Regions from separate parts of the Mus musculus genome. Here all the other regions are linked to region 2. The links are chromatin contacts, called in public Hi-C and promoter capture Hi-C maps. All regions are on one chromosome and are shown on one strand. The core of a region is the stretch at or near the end of the contact, and the rest is flanking DNA. Distances in the headings are between cores, read along the strand shown.

Region 1 (4,626 bases), core at 977-3,476, 5.5 Mb before region 2:
GTTTGTTTGACTTTAGGACGGTGTCGTCATCTTGCCAGTGTGCTTTCACAAGGGAGATGTAGGCCCAAATCTCTCGGTAGGACTTTCAGAGCTGTTTATGGATTTGCTCGTTGTTTAGGAAAGGTTTGTTAAAGGACTACTCATTAAATCATATACAAACATGTCCTCTGTGTAATGGCCTGATTCTTACCCTGACTGTTAATATTGAGACAGAGACTGCTAAGCACTTTACACGGGCTATTGCCTTAACCTTCACAGTAAGCCTATAAGCTAGGGACCATTTGTTCTCATTTTTAGAAGGTTCCATACCTCCTAAAATATATGCACGATCACACACACATTAACTGGGACATTTAAGCTCAGAACTTCAGAGTCAGGTGTGGCCTTAGAGCTGTTTGAATACACATGAAAGCCATCAGGACCTTGGTAAGTATTGGTTAACTCAATAAACACTACTCTCAAGAGAAATATAAAGATGTACTGTTCTCTCCGGGTCTTAGTTTCTCCTTTCCTTCCATTGTCCTATGTATTTTTAACAGCAAGTCAGAAAACATGTACGGTTAACTGCATGACAGATAATAGGTCCAATTGGAGTTAAGAGATATGACTAAAATATGAACTTTTCCTGCTGAAAGGATCGTGGAGTTGGGAAAGGTGCAGAAAATACATTAGTCAGAAGCAGGAGTGGTTTACAGAGTGGAGATCTGACTGCATCTCACGATGATGAAGGCTTGAGAGTCAGAGGCAGCCCCATAGATGGATATGTTTGTATGTAAATTTGTGCACATTCATCTAACAAGTCTTAATCACACATGCAAAACACCATCCCGAACGCTCCACTGGGAGCTTTTGGATCCACCACAGATGTTCACTGGAGAGAAAGCTGCTGACATTTGATGGCTGGAGTTCAGGCTATGGCTTGAGAATGACATTTCAGGGACATGGGGGTCTAGTATACAATGATACAGAAGCTGGGTTTGGAAGTAAATTCTCTGCTGGTTGTTTTTTTTTTTTTTTTTTTTTTTTTTTTGGTCAAGAGTAGGTGCTAACAGGTAAACAGGTAATCTAAAGAATGCTGAAAACTATACTCTGGCCTTCATCTCTTATCAATGCCTAGGTAACCAAATCCACCAATTATGAACCTATTATCCTTCCTAGCCACTGCCTCTTCTAAATTCCTCAACTCTCTGCCTACTTACATCATCCAGTTGTCCAAGCTGTAATTGAGTCTTTATAGGAAAGACAGATTTCATGCCATGCAATAGTTGGACTATCTGGTGCTGGGGTGGGTGGGTGGTGGTACTGAATTGACATCTAACTCCTCCCCCACCCCTACCCCTGCAACGTTGTCTGGCTTTCCCAACCCCATCTGTTACCTCTTCAGACCAGCTGTTTTCCTCTCACCTGGTCTCTCTAGTACCTTGTACCTGGGTTATAAGTTATGTTAGTGTGGGGAGCAGAGCTTAATGTGGTTTCGCTCACTGTAGATGGCCAGTAAATGTCTGACAGATGAGATGAGCTGCCTCAAAATTCTTGTTTTCTTCTGCTTCTAGAATAAGTCAGGCAGCCTCATTTGGCCTCCAAGATCTACTACATTGAACCACAGCCAATTTCACTTGCTACCCCCACCCCCACCCCCTTTCACTACCTTGAAGGCCAGTTTAGACAGTGATTCACAGTTCTTGCCTGGGGCCACTTGTATTCTCCCATCTCCGTTCCAGGAAATCCTCTCTGTGCCTCCTAAAGCTAGGACTCATCCAAGTTTATAGGCTCTGAGAAGCATGGTGGTGGCCGACTGCTGCCTCCCGCTAAAGCCTCCCGCCACCCCAATCAGCCCTTAGTAGGCACAGCTGGCCCTCCTCTTCCAGGAAAAGCCTTGAGGGAACGGTTGAACCCTGGAAATTTCCCGTAATCATAAGCCGCGACTGTCACAAAGCAGACAGGAGATGAGTGGGTCCTCATGCTGGACTGGACAGAGGACCACGAATGGGGCCATGCAGGCTGAACCTCAAGAAGAAGCTGGGTGCGGGCCAAGCCATAGTCATCGGCGGGACAGGCTGAGAGATGCGAAGGAAGGGGTGGAGAGCTGGGGCTGGGTGTGCTTCCTGCCCCGGGATCTGGCGACCCGCCCCTGCTCCCGCCCTGGCGGCCAGGCAGGCGCTGGACGGCCCCTCCTGCCTCGGCCAGCCGCCCAATCAGCAGGCGCCCCCCGCCCGGCCCGCCCCCTCCCCCTCTGGTGACAGAAAGTCGGCCCAGCAGATGAGGAAGTGGCCGGCAGGCGGCCCTGGGGACTTCTCTCCGGCCCTGATCCCTTTGAACCCTTCACTGCTGCCCGCCTGGTTTCCACTGGTGAGTGTGTACCTTCCATGGCTCCCCACGTGCCAGCGCCCCCTGCCTGGCTGGCCAGGCTAGCCCTGCCCTGCCTGCCTTGCCCTGCCCTGCCCAGGCTGTGGGCGAGGCTGTTCCTGGGGCGAGTGGGTGGGAGGTCCCAGGCACTGGGGCTGGGCCTGCCCACAGGATCCCTCCCCGGCACCTTGGCCCCTGACCCCCATTTGCTCACACCTAGTTCTTTTTCAGCACCTCCTGGCCTTCCACCCTTTGCCCACTCCTCTCTTTTCCCTTCCTGCCCCATGCCGGTGCCCTTTTTCTTTTCCATCCATCTTAAGGGAACTGGCTCTGTTTCACTGCGGGAGGGGGGTGGTGCGCACCCGGGTTTCCCTCAAACTTAGGGAGAGATCCTCAGAAGTCTGGACTCCCTCTTGCCCTCTGGGTCACTGTGTATCTCCCGGTGTTAAGTGGTGGTGAAGGGCGAGTGAATTGGAGGAGGTGGTTGAGGGAGGAGATAAGGAACTGGCAAGCTCACGTGTGTCAGAGCACATGCCTAAGTGCTAGGCCCCACTCCAACATAAGCCACCAACCAAAGTCTAACTGTAGGAAGAAATGAGTGTCACTCACCAGAGAGCTGTGTGTGCAGAAGGGAGGTGTGGGTGAAGATGTACCCATGCCTGGTCAGCTGTATGTCCCGCGGTTAATGCAATCCCTGACAGGTGTGAAGTTTAGGAGCCTGGCATGTCCGAGTCCAGTAGGGAGGCCTGTTTGGGTGATGTGGTCAACAAGATATGCCTGGACTGTGTGTGGATGTATGCTGGCTAGCTCCTGGCGCGGTATGCATGTCTCTGGGGGTGGTTGAGAGCGGTGTGATGAAGGTACATATTACTGTGTGAGAGCGTGGATGTGGATGGTAGAACTCAAGCCCCAAGGCTGGAGATTGATGGAGAGCAGCTGGAGCACTCCGCTTGTTGGGCAATTGCCGGAGTCCTCTGGGACAAAGTCCTAGGCTCTCCTGGGTCTAGGCTAAATTTTTGTATCCCTATAAACTTTCCCTTGGCATTCCTTCCAACTTTGAGGAGGAGGGGACCTAGCCCATGAGGCTCCCTCCCAGAAGAGGGAAAGATTCCTGAGACCTCCCCCACTCTCCCACCTCCTCACATACCACTGGTGTCCTCACCCCTCCCTGGTAGGGAAGGGTGATGCCCATTCTAAAGTAGGACAAACTAAGAATTCATGGCTGGTTTGGGAGAGAATGCTGGGTGTGGATTTTTTAGCAGTTCTGGCTTTGGCCAGACGTCCTGGCCAGAAGTTTCTGGAGAACCTACAAACTTATCTGGCTGGTCAGAGGTGGTGAGGCTGGGGCTCACTTGGCTTTCTCAATTCTGGTGGGTCCTGCTCCTCTAGGCATTGACCTGTGGCCTGGACCCACCCTCCACCCCATGCCCAACGTAGCGGGGGCGGGAGGAGGGCGGGGCTGCTACAAGATCTAGTCAGACAGGTGGAGCCGCCAGGGCAGGAGTCTCAAAGAGCCAGGCTCCTGGAGTGGAAGAGAGAGAGAGGCAGAACTTGCCCCTGAGAAGAAGGGAGGAGAGAGGCTGGAGGTGAAGCACTGGAAGAAGGCAGGAGGCTGGAGGTGAGAGCCTGGGAGGCAAAGGGGAAGCCCGGGGGCACTGGTGTTCACCACAGAAGTGGAACCCTAGGTTTGTTCAGGTACTAGAAAGGACAGAAGCAGGTGGGAGTCCCTGCAGGGGACAGAGGCGAGAGGAGAGTCTTGGAAAAGGGCCAGAGGGACTTTACCTGGGAGAAGGGGGTATGAGAGGAGTGGCTGAAGGGGAGATTCTCTGGAGAGAAGAGTGTCTCTCAAAGCTGAGAGATGAGACTGCTTGCCAAAAAGGTTGAGGAAGTTCACTGGGAAGATGAACTGTGTTGTGAGGAGAAAGGCTCCAGGAGACCTGGAAGGCAGGTCTCAGAGGGAAGGAGGAAGGCAGGGAAGGGAAACACTCGAAGAGAGTGGAGGGGAAAGGTGGGACAGCTCCATCCAGGCAGGCCGGATGCTTCGGCAGCCGATGTTCCAGACTGTCTCTTCTCCCAGTACACGCCTGCTCACCATGGCCTCACCATGGCCAGGATTCGACCTGGGGCCTTGTGTATGCTAGGAAAATACTTTAGTTCAGAGACCTATCCTTTTGTCAGTGAGGCAGCAGCTGTCTGATTCTGTATCTTGTCCTGTGGACCACATGTGTGATGGGGGGCCATGCAGTGGTCCCTGCCTAATACCTCCTCTCCATCCCTCCT
Region 2 (4,530 bases), core at 1,720-4,219:
AGAGCAGTCGGGTGCTCTTACCCACTGAGCCATCTCACCAGCCCGTGAGTAGGGTTTCTGATAAAATACTAGTTCTGGTGATCTCTAATGTGAGCCATTTATACTCCAAGGAAGCTTAAAAATCCATTTTGGAAAACAAATATTGTCCAGGTGCTAACTAAAAAAAAACTTTCTAAAAGTCCTATTGTTACTCTGTAGGTACCAGGCATCTGAGGGATGCTGAAAAGCATGAATGCATTTTAAGGAAGAATGACCAATAGGGAGACGGGATGTGAAAGCATGGGCGAGTTGTTCAGTGTGGTTGTCACTAGCTACAAAATTCAGTTCCTCAATCACACCACCAGCACCTCCAGCATTTGGTGCACATTTGGCCAGCAGGAACTCTCCTGAGCAGTATAAACACAAGACCTCAAGGTCTTAGATAGAACAGCACTGTAGAAGCAATGATTGAAGCAACAGGAATTGAGAAGACTTTTTGGGGCCTGGAACTCATGGTTCTATCAGGTTGAGAAGACTTTGTGTAATAAAGACTGCATTTGAATAGTAGAAGGACTGTTGCAAAGAAGTGACTACTGTTTTGTTCTACTTGAGGCTTTGAGGAATTTGATTGTTGGCCTGAAGCTTTATTTTGAAACAAACTTTGATATTATAGCAGGGAATAACCTTGACCTTCTGGTCTTGCTTTCGCTTCCTTGGCGCTTTGATAACAGGCAAGTGCTACCAGGCCTGAGTTAGGTAGCGCTGCAGATGGAGCCTAGGGTTTCATGAAAACTAGGCAAGCATTCTACCAACTGAGCTGTATCCACAACCCCTTGAATAAGAAACTTTATAAAAATTATTTATTTTTATTTTATGTGTATGAGTGTTTTGCCTGCATGTATTTATGAGTTCCACCTGTGTGCCTGGCATCCTTAGAGGGCACTGCATCCCCTGACACTTGACAGTTGTGAGCCATCATATGGGTGCTGGGACTGGATGTGGATCATCTGCAAGAGCACCAAGTGCTTTTAACCACTGAGCAGGAATAAAAATTTAAAAAGAACAGAGCTTTTGAAGATGGCTCAGTGGGGAAGCACTTTTTAAATAAATGTGAGGTCTTGAGTTTGAATCCCCCAAACTCACATAAAGTTGAGCATATTTATGTCAGTAATCTCAGTGCTCCCATTGTGAGATAGATAAAGAAGAAACTGTTCCCAAAAAATCAGGGTGAAAGTTTTTAGATATCTGTGGTTGTCCTATGATCTCTACTCATATATTCCACCCAAAAACTGTTAAACCTTTTATCAAAGCTACCGTTAAATTTGATTTCCCCTGGCACAGCAGTTGGTTCTCTGAATCCATAGATTAGGCCAACTGGATTGGAAATATTTTGGGGGAATTGTACTGAACATATGTAGACTTTATTTTTACACTTATGCAATATAGTGCAACAACTATTTATACACACATCCCATTCTTTAAAAAAGGGGTTTCTAGCTAAGGCTGTCAAGGATGTGTAGAGTGGGCTGACTTAGAACTTTTTGGGGGGAATTCTACACCTGCCTCAGATGTACTGAGATTTACGGATGTGGGCCATCATATCATGCCTGGCAAAGACACAATTTCATTTTTCATTGTACTGGTTATTATAATTAATGCAGAGATAATATAAAGTACATGGAGTGTGCATAGGTTCACATGTAAATAGCCTATACTAGGAATCTGACCGTCTTCCAGTCGGTTAATCGGATTAAGGGTGTCCTGAAAGCATTCTCCCATTGATACTGAGAGACACACGCATATTTAAGTGCATTCTGCCTGTCTATTAGGTACTGTGGAGTTGATATTTTTTAGGTGAGGTTGTGACGGCCTACTAGAGCTTACTTTTCTCTCTACAGTCAGATCAGTCTGTCTGAGTAGGAGATGAGACTATGTGGTAGAATTTTCCCTAGCATGCGCAAAAGACCCCGAATTTCATCCTTAGCCCTGCAAACAACAGTCACTTTGTAAAACCAGAAGCCCTATCCCTACCCCAACTCCTTTTGAGTGTACACGGCTGTATTTTAAGGGTTGTCAAATTTCCACTTCTGGGAGTCCGAGACATTTACAACTTTCTGAAACATACTTTGGCAGTAATCATTTGCCTTCATTAGCCCTAATTCCTCTAGTCTCTAATCACAAAGAAGTCAAGTACTCAGTTGCTGGATGGGTTACTGGAGGGGCACTAGGTGGGCGTGAAGATGGAGTCGGTAGAATATAAGGGCAGCAGTATCCTATCAGCGATCTGCTTACGGAATTAGAAGATGTTTTAGCATGCTCGTATCTGTTTTCCTTATCGGGTTCCAGGTACCAGCATAGGCAAGTTATCACTGAGATTCCTAATTGCCTTTCGCACGTGCCGAATCTATAGGTCTGGACTGGCTCACACACGACCTCCGGTGGACTCACCCAATTCCAGAGCAATTCATCTATCCTCATGGCCTTTTCCCATAAAATCTGTACTGAGTCAACTTACACAGAAGTCCAATCTCTGTTCAGCTTCAAGCAACTTGAGGGCATGGAGGGGCAATTCAGTTTCCAGTGCCTTCCTGGTACCCAGGACCTGACAAGCATCACTAAATACTGGCAGGGCAGCTGCAACAAGGGAGGGGGGCACAAAGAATTCTTACCCAGACGCCTAGAAGCTTCCCTGCGTTGCTCTCGGAGCCCGGAAGAAGGCGGGGAGCGGGGAGCAGCCCAGCGCGCGCATGGAAGGCCGAGGTGCGTTGCGGGCTGTGCCCCCAGGGCGAAGGCCCGGAGGCCGACGAGAGGCGCGGCCAGGCCGAACTCCTCGTGACGCCTCCCCCCCTTCTGCCGCTGCTAGTCAGGTGATTCCGGGCACGTGATAGTACCACTTACCCTGTTGTCCCAGAGTGGCAGCCCGCCCAGCCAATAATAAACCGAAGCTTGGCGGCGGCCCAATCGGAGCTGGGCTTATGGGCGGGCCCTGCGGCGGCTACTGCCGGGGGCGGCGGCAACAGCGGCGGCCTGGGGAGGCGGCGGCCTAACCTGGCCTGGCCTGTCAGGGCGCGGGCGGTGGTGGTCCAGCACCATGTCCCTGCAGTACGGGGCGGAGGAGACGCCCCTGGCCGGCAGTTACGGCGCAGCCGACTCGTTCCCCAAGGACTTCGGCTACGGCGTGGAGGAGGAGGAAGAGGAGGCAGCGGCGGGTGGCGGCGGAGGCGCGGGGGCCGGCGGCGGCTGCGGCCCGGGCGGCGCTGACAGCTCCAAGCCGAGGATCCTGCTTATGGGGCTCCGGCGCAGCGGCAAATCCTCCATCCAGAAGGTGAGCGCCCCGCAGCCGCCGCCTGCCCTTGGTTTTGCCCGGCCCACGGCGCTCAGGTGGCGGGTGCCCAGGAGGCCTGAGAGGGTGGAGGCCTGGCGCTGCGTCCCCGGGCACTGTCCACACCTGCGAGCGCAGAGCCTGGGCGCGGTTCGCCCAGGGTCCCCGACCTGGGCCTCCGAGGGTCGAGGGGGGCCAGGAGGCGACGCTGGCTGGAGGGAGGAGGCAGGTGCCGGTCACCGCCCTAGAACTCCTCCCTTCTGGTCGCTGCCCTTGTGGCGTTGACGAAACCGACCCGTCGTCCCCGGTTCTCACGCGGAGAACTTGGTGAGCGTGCTGTCCCGCCGCATCTCACTTAGGTGACAGGAGTTTTCAGGGATCTCCTCCCAGCCTCTGGACCGTAGCGGCGCCTGAAAGTGTTGTGGCGAAGACACTGGGCATCTCAGTGTTTGTTGTCAGTCTGTTGGAGACTTCTGTAAAAACATTTTTTGGGGGGGGGGGCGGGGGGGGGGACTCTATCGCTACACCTACTTTATTTAGAACTTGTAGCCCTGTGGTTGCAGTTACAGGTGACAGTCCCCAGTAGCTGGTCACAGCGATCTTTGGAGACGGTTTTGCAGGCGGACAGACATCAGTGCATTTGTTTTCACTTGGGTCCGTCGTGAACGAATAGAATGAATGCCTAAGGCTTTGTATTTTTAGGGAAATAGAGGCAGGGTTGATTTCTTTCAATCAGCCATTCCCATTACAAACAGAGCGAACTTCTGGTAAAACTACGGTCACAGACAACCATGCTTTCCCCATTTCCACTCTGACACAAAGGTCTGTCCAAACAGAAATCTCTGGTATTTTGTAGGGGTGGTGTTTTTAAAAAGCAACATCGCTGCCTACCCCCACATCTTCCGCCCCTGCACTTGCTGGACAACTGTTTTATTTTCTCACGTCTGTGTCAAAGTTAGACCTTTGGGGGGAGTGCTTATGCTAAGTAACTACCACTTGAAACCTATGAGAACTTTTTCTCTCTTCCAAGTTAACACTGAGAGACAAATTTGCTGTATGTTAGGGTTGTATCAGGCAAGCCTTAAAGCTACATCTCCAGCCCTGCTGTGGTTTTTTTGTTTTCTTCCTGTATAGCAGGCTGGCCAAGAACTGACTATGTAGCCAAGGGTGACTTTAAGCTCATCCTGAGCTTTCAGGTACGAGCTATCAGGTTGGCTTGGCTTGGTGCA
Region 3 (4,745 bases), core at 342-2,841, 6.0 Mb before region 2:
TTGTGTCTGTCCTGTATCTGGACAACAGGAAAAGAAGGGCCGCCCTGGTGTCCAACCCAAGAGCAGTCTGCTCAGGTCGGGATCAAGGCTGGAGTCCGAGCTTGCTTGAGAAGCCCCTACATAGAAGGCACCATATTCTTCCAGACGTCTCCCTGGATTCAGGGGGAAGCAGCGCCCAAAACGCTCCAGGGACTCAGGCTGTGAGCTCGGGGATCCCACTGGCAGGGGAAGAGCTGGGCGGGAGATGAGCAGATCTTGGTACTTTGGGAGCAGGAGCATGGCCAAAGGCTCTGAAAGAGGTGCATCAGAGTTGAAGTCTGGCAAAGTAAGAGATGTCTCATCCCCAGATGCCTCAATGTGACCCTAAAGGACAAGCCAGGCCAACTGAGGCCAAGAGCTCTAGGTAAGTGTGCTTAAATAGGAGGAATTAAGGCATGAAGCTGTGGACCCACCCTTCTTTCCCTCACAGGTATAATTTCTCACCTAGGGCATGGGCACAAGCTGGCTCACTCAGCAGTACCACCGGGGCTGTCGGATCTGGGTTCTGGGCTTCAAAGGCCTTTGCACAGAGCTCTAAAGCAACGGGTCGCTGACCAAGGACAAAGGTGATGGGCAGCTGCGAGGCTGGGGGGCTTAAGCAGGCAGGACCGAAGTGCACAAGGGCTTGAGCTCCAGCCTGCTCGGCGCCCAGCACATCCACACAGCAGCTGCAGGGGAGAGAGCATTGGTGAGAGGTGTTCCCTACCTGGAGAGAAGAGTTGTCATCAATGGGAAATGTGGCCAGTGGAGAAAATGGCACCAAGCTAGGAATTCACTGTGACTGAGGGAAGCTGGCATCAGGAGCTTCTCATCGTGCAAACACGGTCACTGGAGGCAGACACTGTGGGCTGGGAAACCCCATACCTGCCATAAGCTGTGTCCCCTAAAATGAACATCTTAGCTCCTGTGACTTCCTCCAGCCGGGCAGCCACCGCTCCCGCATCTCCTAGTAACTGGTCAGGGAACTGCAAAGTCACCTGTAAATACAAGCCACAAGTCAGCGACAACCTCACTCCTCCACCAACAGCCTCTGCAAAAAAACAAAAAACAAACAAAAAAACAAACAAACAAACAAAAAAACCCACTAAACATCCCAAGCCCCTACTTCTAAGGAGGCAGCCAGCCCCACAGAGTTGTGGGTAATCCGTGCGATACGGGCGGATCCCGACCCAAAGTCCCAATCTCCGCAACCCATACCCAGAGGAGAGCCCGCGCCCCGCGCCCCCTTTTCGCGCCCCCTTCTCTGAACCAGACCTCACCCGCTGACAACCTAAATCGCAGACAAATTTCGTAACTCGCTCCAGCTCATACACGCGGTCCAGGTCTTCAGGAGGAGTGAACTGTCCTGGAACGCCCGCCTCCCGTTGCAGGGCTGCCTCCGCAGGGCTGCTGAACGTAGACTCCATTGGGCGCAGCTTGGGTGGGGTGAGATGCAGCTGCACCCTCAAAAGTCCTCGAGGTCACAGCAGCTCTGTTTGTGGATCCGGACCAACCTGTCCTCGGGTCCTAGGATCCAAACCGTACGCTTCCAAATTCCCGGCTCTCCACTACACATGGACCTACGGAGATTACTTCCGGGTTCAAGGACTTCCCACAGAGAACCAATCACTAGCCTCTCACTCAGGACCAATCGGAAGTGCCGCAAAGCCTTGTGGGTGTTGTGGTTCCACTGGCTAAAGCTTCTTCCCGGATACCCTAAGGCCAGCCTGCCGGTGCCCTCTAATTTCTAAGTCACTAATTCAGTGTGAGCAGGCGCTATCTGCTGATCATATTTAAACGCGCGCGCGTGTGCACGTATATACATACAGTGAGAGCAAGGGTCCTTATACAGCTCAGTTCTTCAGGGTTGGCTGCAAGCTCCCTAATCCACCAAGCCATCTTCACAGCCCCCAGAATCTGAAACAGGGTCTTGCTGTGTGACCGAGCTGGATCTCCCAGTACTGCATAATTTCCAACTCAGTGCCCACAGCTTGGGTTTGAATATTTGTGAGCAGGTACTTACTGCCAGACATCGTAAAATGTCTCTATGTCCTTTACTTTGCCTGCTAGAGAATTGTCCCACAACCTGTTGTCCTCACGGTCTGTCAACCAAACACTGACCCTTGCTAAGTTCACCAGTTCATCATTAGAAGCAAGAATTATCCCATATAGATAAGAAAAACAAAACCATGTCTGCTGGTTCTAGAAACTGGGCTTTAGAGCCCGAATTTATTCTCTCGCCCCACCTCCTTGGGACTGAACCTGGGGCCTCGTGCATGGAAAGCAACGACTCTCTGGCTGAGCTACATCCCACATTCTCCCACACGACTTCTTATCATAAGGAGGGATGGGAGAGGAAGACTCTCTTCACGTGATGCCGTAGGGAAAAAGGACTGAAAACATGTGGCGCATCTCTGCATCCTCCAGGAGAGCTGAGAAATCAGGACTGTGGGAATGGGACTAACGGGGCTGGAGAAATGTTTCAGTGGCTAAGAGCACTTGCTGTGCTTGCAGTGGGTTCAGTTACCACCACCCACATGGTGGCTTATAACTATGTGCAACTCCAGTTCTAGGAGGTCCCTTTCCTTTTTTTTTGTTTTGTTTTTTTTTCGAGACAGGGTTTCTCTGTATAGCCCTGGCTATCCTGGAAGTCACTTTGTAGACCAGGCTGGCCTCAAACTCAGAAATCCGCCTGTCTCTGCCTCCCAAGTGCTGGGATTAAAGGCGTGCGCCACTACGCCCAGCTTTTTTTTTTTTTTTTTTTTTTTTTTTGTCCCTTTTCTAATACCTGCAGGCAACTACACTCAGGTGGTGCGCAGATATAAACTCAGCCATACACACATACACATTTTTTTTTAATTGGGACTGAGGAGCGGGATAAATAATGAAGTGGAAGACACTGATGCTACTAGCTGGCTGAGGAAGACACTGGATGGAAAAGAATGAAAGGCAGAATCAGTACAAAAGCTGGGGAAGATCAGAGGATGGGATGCAGTTACCCCATCCAGCAAGTGGATTCAGATGTCATGGATGGGAGTGGGGCGAACTCAGCCCGTTCTTCTGATCTTACTGATGGGTAACCAGAAGGGCAGGGCAGACAGAACTACAGCTGAGAAAATAAAGGAAGAAGTCCGGCTGCCGTGCGCTGTCCGTGGTCCTGACGGACTGATCTGATCTGCCTTAAAGGTGCTAAGAGGGAGAGCTAGGGGTACACAGGCAACGTTAGGTAACCCTTATTCCTCCTTTAAGGGATGAAAGGCCTTCCAGTTCCTCTCACTCCACCTTACTTTCTACAGCCCTCCTGACCACGTGCAAGTGGTGTTCTAAAACACCTTATCAAGGTGCAGGTGGTACACTGGCTGCAGCCCAGCTCTCTGACCCCTTGAAATGTACTCAATATAAATGAACATAAATAAAAATAAAATACCATACCACACATCCATCCTGGAAATCTAATCTCCACACCATTTCTTCCCATACCCCAGGTGGATCCTGAAGGCACATATTCTCAACAGAAATGCAACTTTCTCCACACAGCCATTCTGAACCCATTCTCTACTGAGTACATTAGCTACGATGGGGCCAGCCTTTGTTTGGCTTAGAACCAGGGACCTAGTACTCAGATTAGGTTGCTGATTAAATGTATGCATGAATCTAACAGGAGTATATATGGGCTGCTGATGCTGCTGTACTGTAGCCTCTCACCCTGGGAGCAAGAACAGGCAGTATTTGGTTCCAGGCTAGGCAGCTTGGATGGTAACACCCTCCCTGAGAGCTAGGTGTCCCCTCCATTCTTTGTTTTGTTTTTTGAGACAGGTTCTCATTATTCAGCGCTGGATATCGTGGAACTCACTGTGTAGATAGACCAGGCTGACCTTGAACTTACACAGGTCCGCTGGCCTTTGCCTCCCAAGGGCTAGGATTAAAGGCATTTGGTACCACACCCTCCCTATGTCCCCACTATTCTAAACCAAGGCCTGGGTCCGAGCATCTTTCCATTCTTCCGTCAGGCTTGGGTCCATGTAGGTGATGGAGGACAGAGAAAGGAGGCAGAGGCAGCAGTAAGAGTCCAGGTTTACTCTTTGGGAACAGGAAGGGGTAAGAAGGGGTGAGGCGGGACACACATGTCCCTCAGTAGTCAGCTGTGTAGTCCGTGCCATGTAGCCCCCGGCAGAGCAGTGTAAATTCCTTCACCATCTCCTTCACCCGTCTCTTGTTTACTCGCTCACTGTAGGGAAGGGAGAGCATATCAGCTTTGTCTACCAACACCATCACATCCACACCCCAGCTCAGGCCCACACCAGCTCTGCTCACCGAAGTATCTGCTGGCTAAAGGTGTCCTTCTGCTCAGGGCTGAGACGGGCAGATGGAAAACCAGGTGGCTGCAGAGCCTCCTTGATCCACATGCTCAGGAGGCTGAAGCAGTGTTTGTTCAGGGCGAACAGGATGTCGGCAAAACAGTCCATGAGGCTACGGGAGGCCTGGCCCCCGATGGCCTGAGGAAGAGGGGTTCTCAGTGCACCAGAGCCTGTCTCCTCTGTAGCAAGGAGGCCTAGCCATATCACAGGCTCTCTGGGATACGTCCACAGCCAAGCTGTGTAAGTGAGCACTGTCTTTTAAGAGACTGCAGATCCTCACAGCAACGTTCAAACATTTAACCGTGGGAGAAACAGTCGGAGAACTCAGGAAACCAAAGATTCAGCAACCCCCATCCCCACAACACAATG

Evidence for each region. Promoter capture Hi-C pulls out the DNA fragments that hold promoters and counts their contacts. A called contact is a pair of places that touch in the nucleus more often than the background predicts.
Region 1: a contact with region 2 is called in a promoter capture Hi-C map of pre-B cells. The contact joins the promoter of Elovl1 here to the promoter of Rragc in region 2. A contact is called at or near these places in 1 of 39 promoter capture datasets (pre-B cells) and 3 of 484 Hi-C or Micro-C datasets (CD4 T cells, CD8 T cells and regulatory T cells).
Region 3: a Hi-C map of regulatory T cells shows a contact between it and region 2, with 5 times the contacts expected there. The contact joins the promoter of Dph2 here to the promoter of Rragc in region 2. A contact is called at or near these places in 1 of 39 promoter capture datasets (pre-B cells) and 2 of 484 Hi-C or Micro-C datasets (CD4 T cells and regulatory T cells).

The regions. Positions count from the first base shown.
Region 1 is chr4:118,425,867-118,430,492 of GRCm38.p6, forward strand. It overlaps Elovl1 (elongation of very long chain fatty acids (FEN1/Elo2, SUR4/Elo3, yeast)-like 1), which reads left to right and starts at 2,227. Exons shown (of 8, transcript NM_019422.3): 1 at 2,227-2,349.
Region 2 is chr4:123,914,464-123,918,993 of GRCm38.p6, forward strand. Rragc (Ras-related GTP binding C) reads left to right here and starts at 2,970. Exons shown (of 7, transcript NM_017475.2): 1 at 2,970-3,304. The coding sequence starts at 3,071. It also overlaps D130007C19Rik.
Region 3 is chr4:117,890,412-117,895,156 of GRCm38.p6, forward strand. Dph2 (DPH2 homolog) reads right to left here and starts at 1,592. Exons shown (of 6, transcript NM_026344.3): 1 at 1,299-1,592; 2 at 904-1,016; 3 at 484-707; 4 at 1-290. The coding sequence starts at 1,445. Ipo13 (importin 13) reads right to left here. Exons shown (of 20, transcript NM_146152.3): 19 at 4,333-4,514; 20 at 4,082-4,246. The coding sequence ends at 4,150.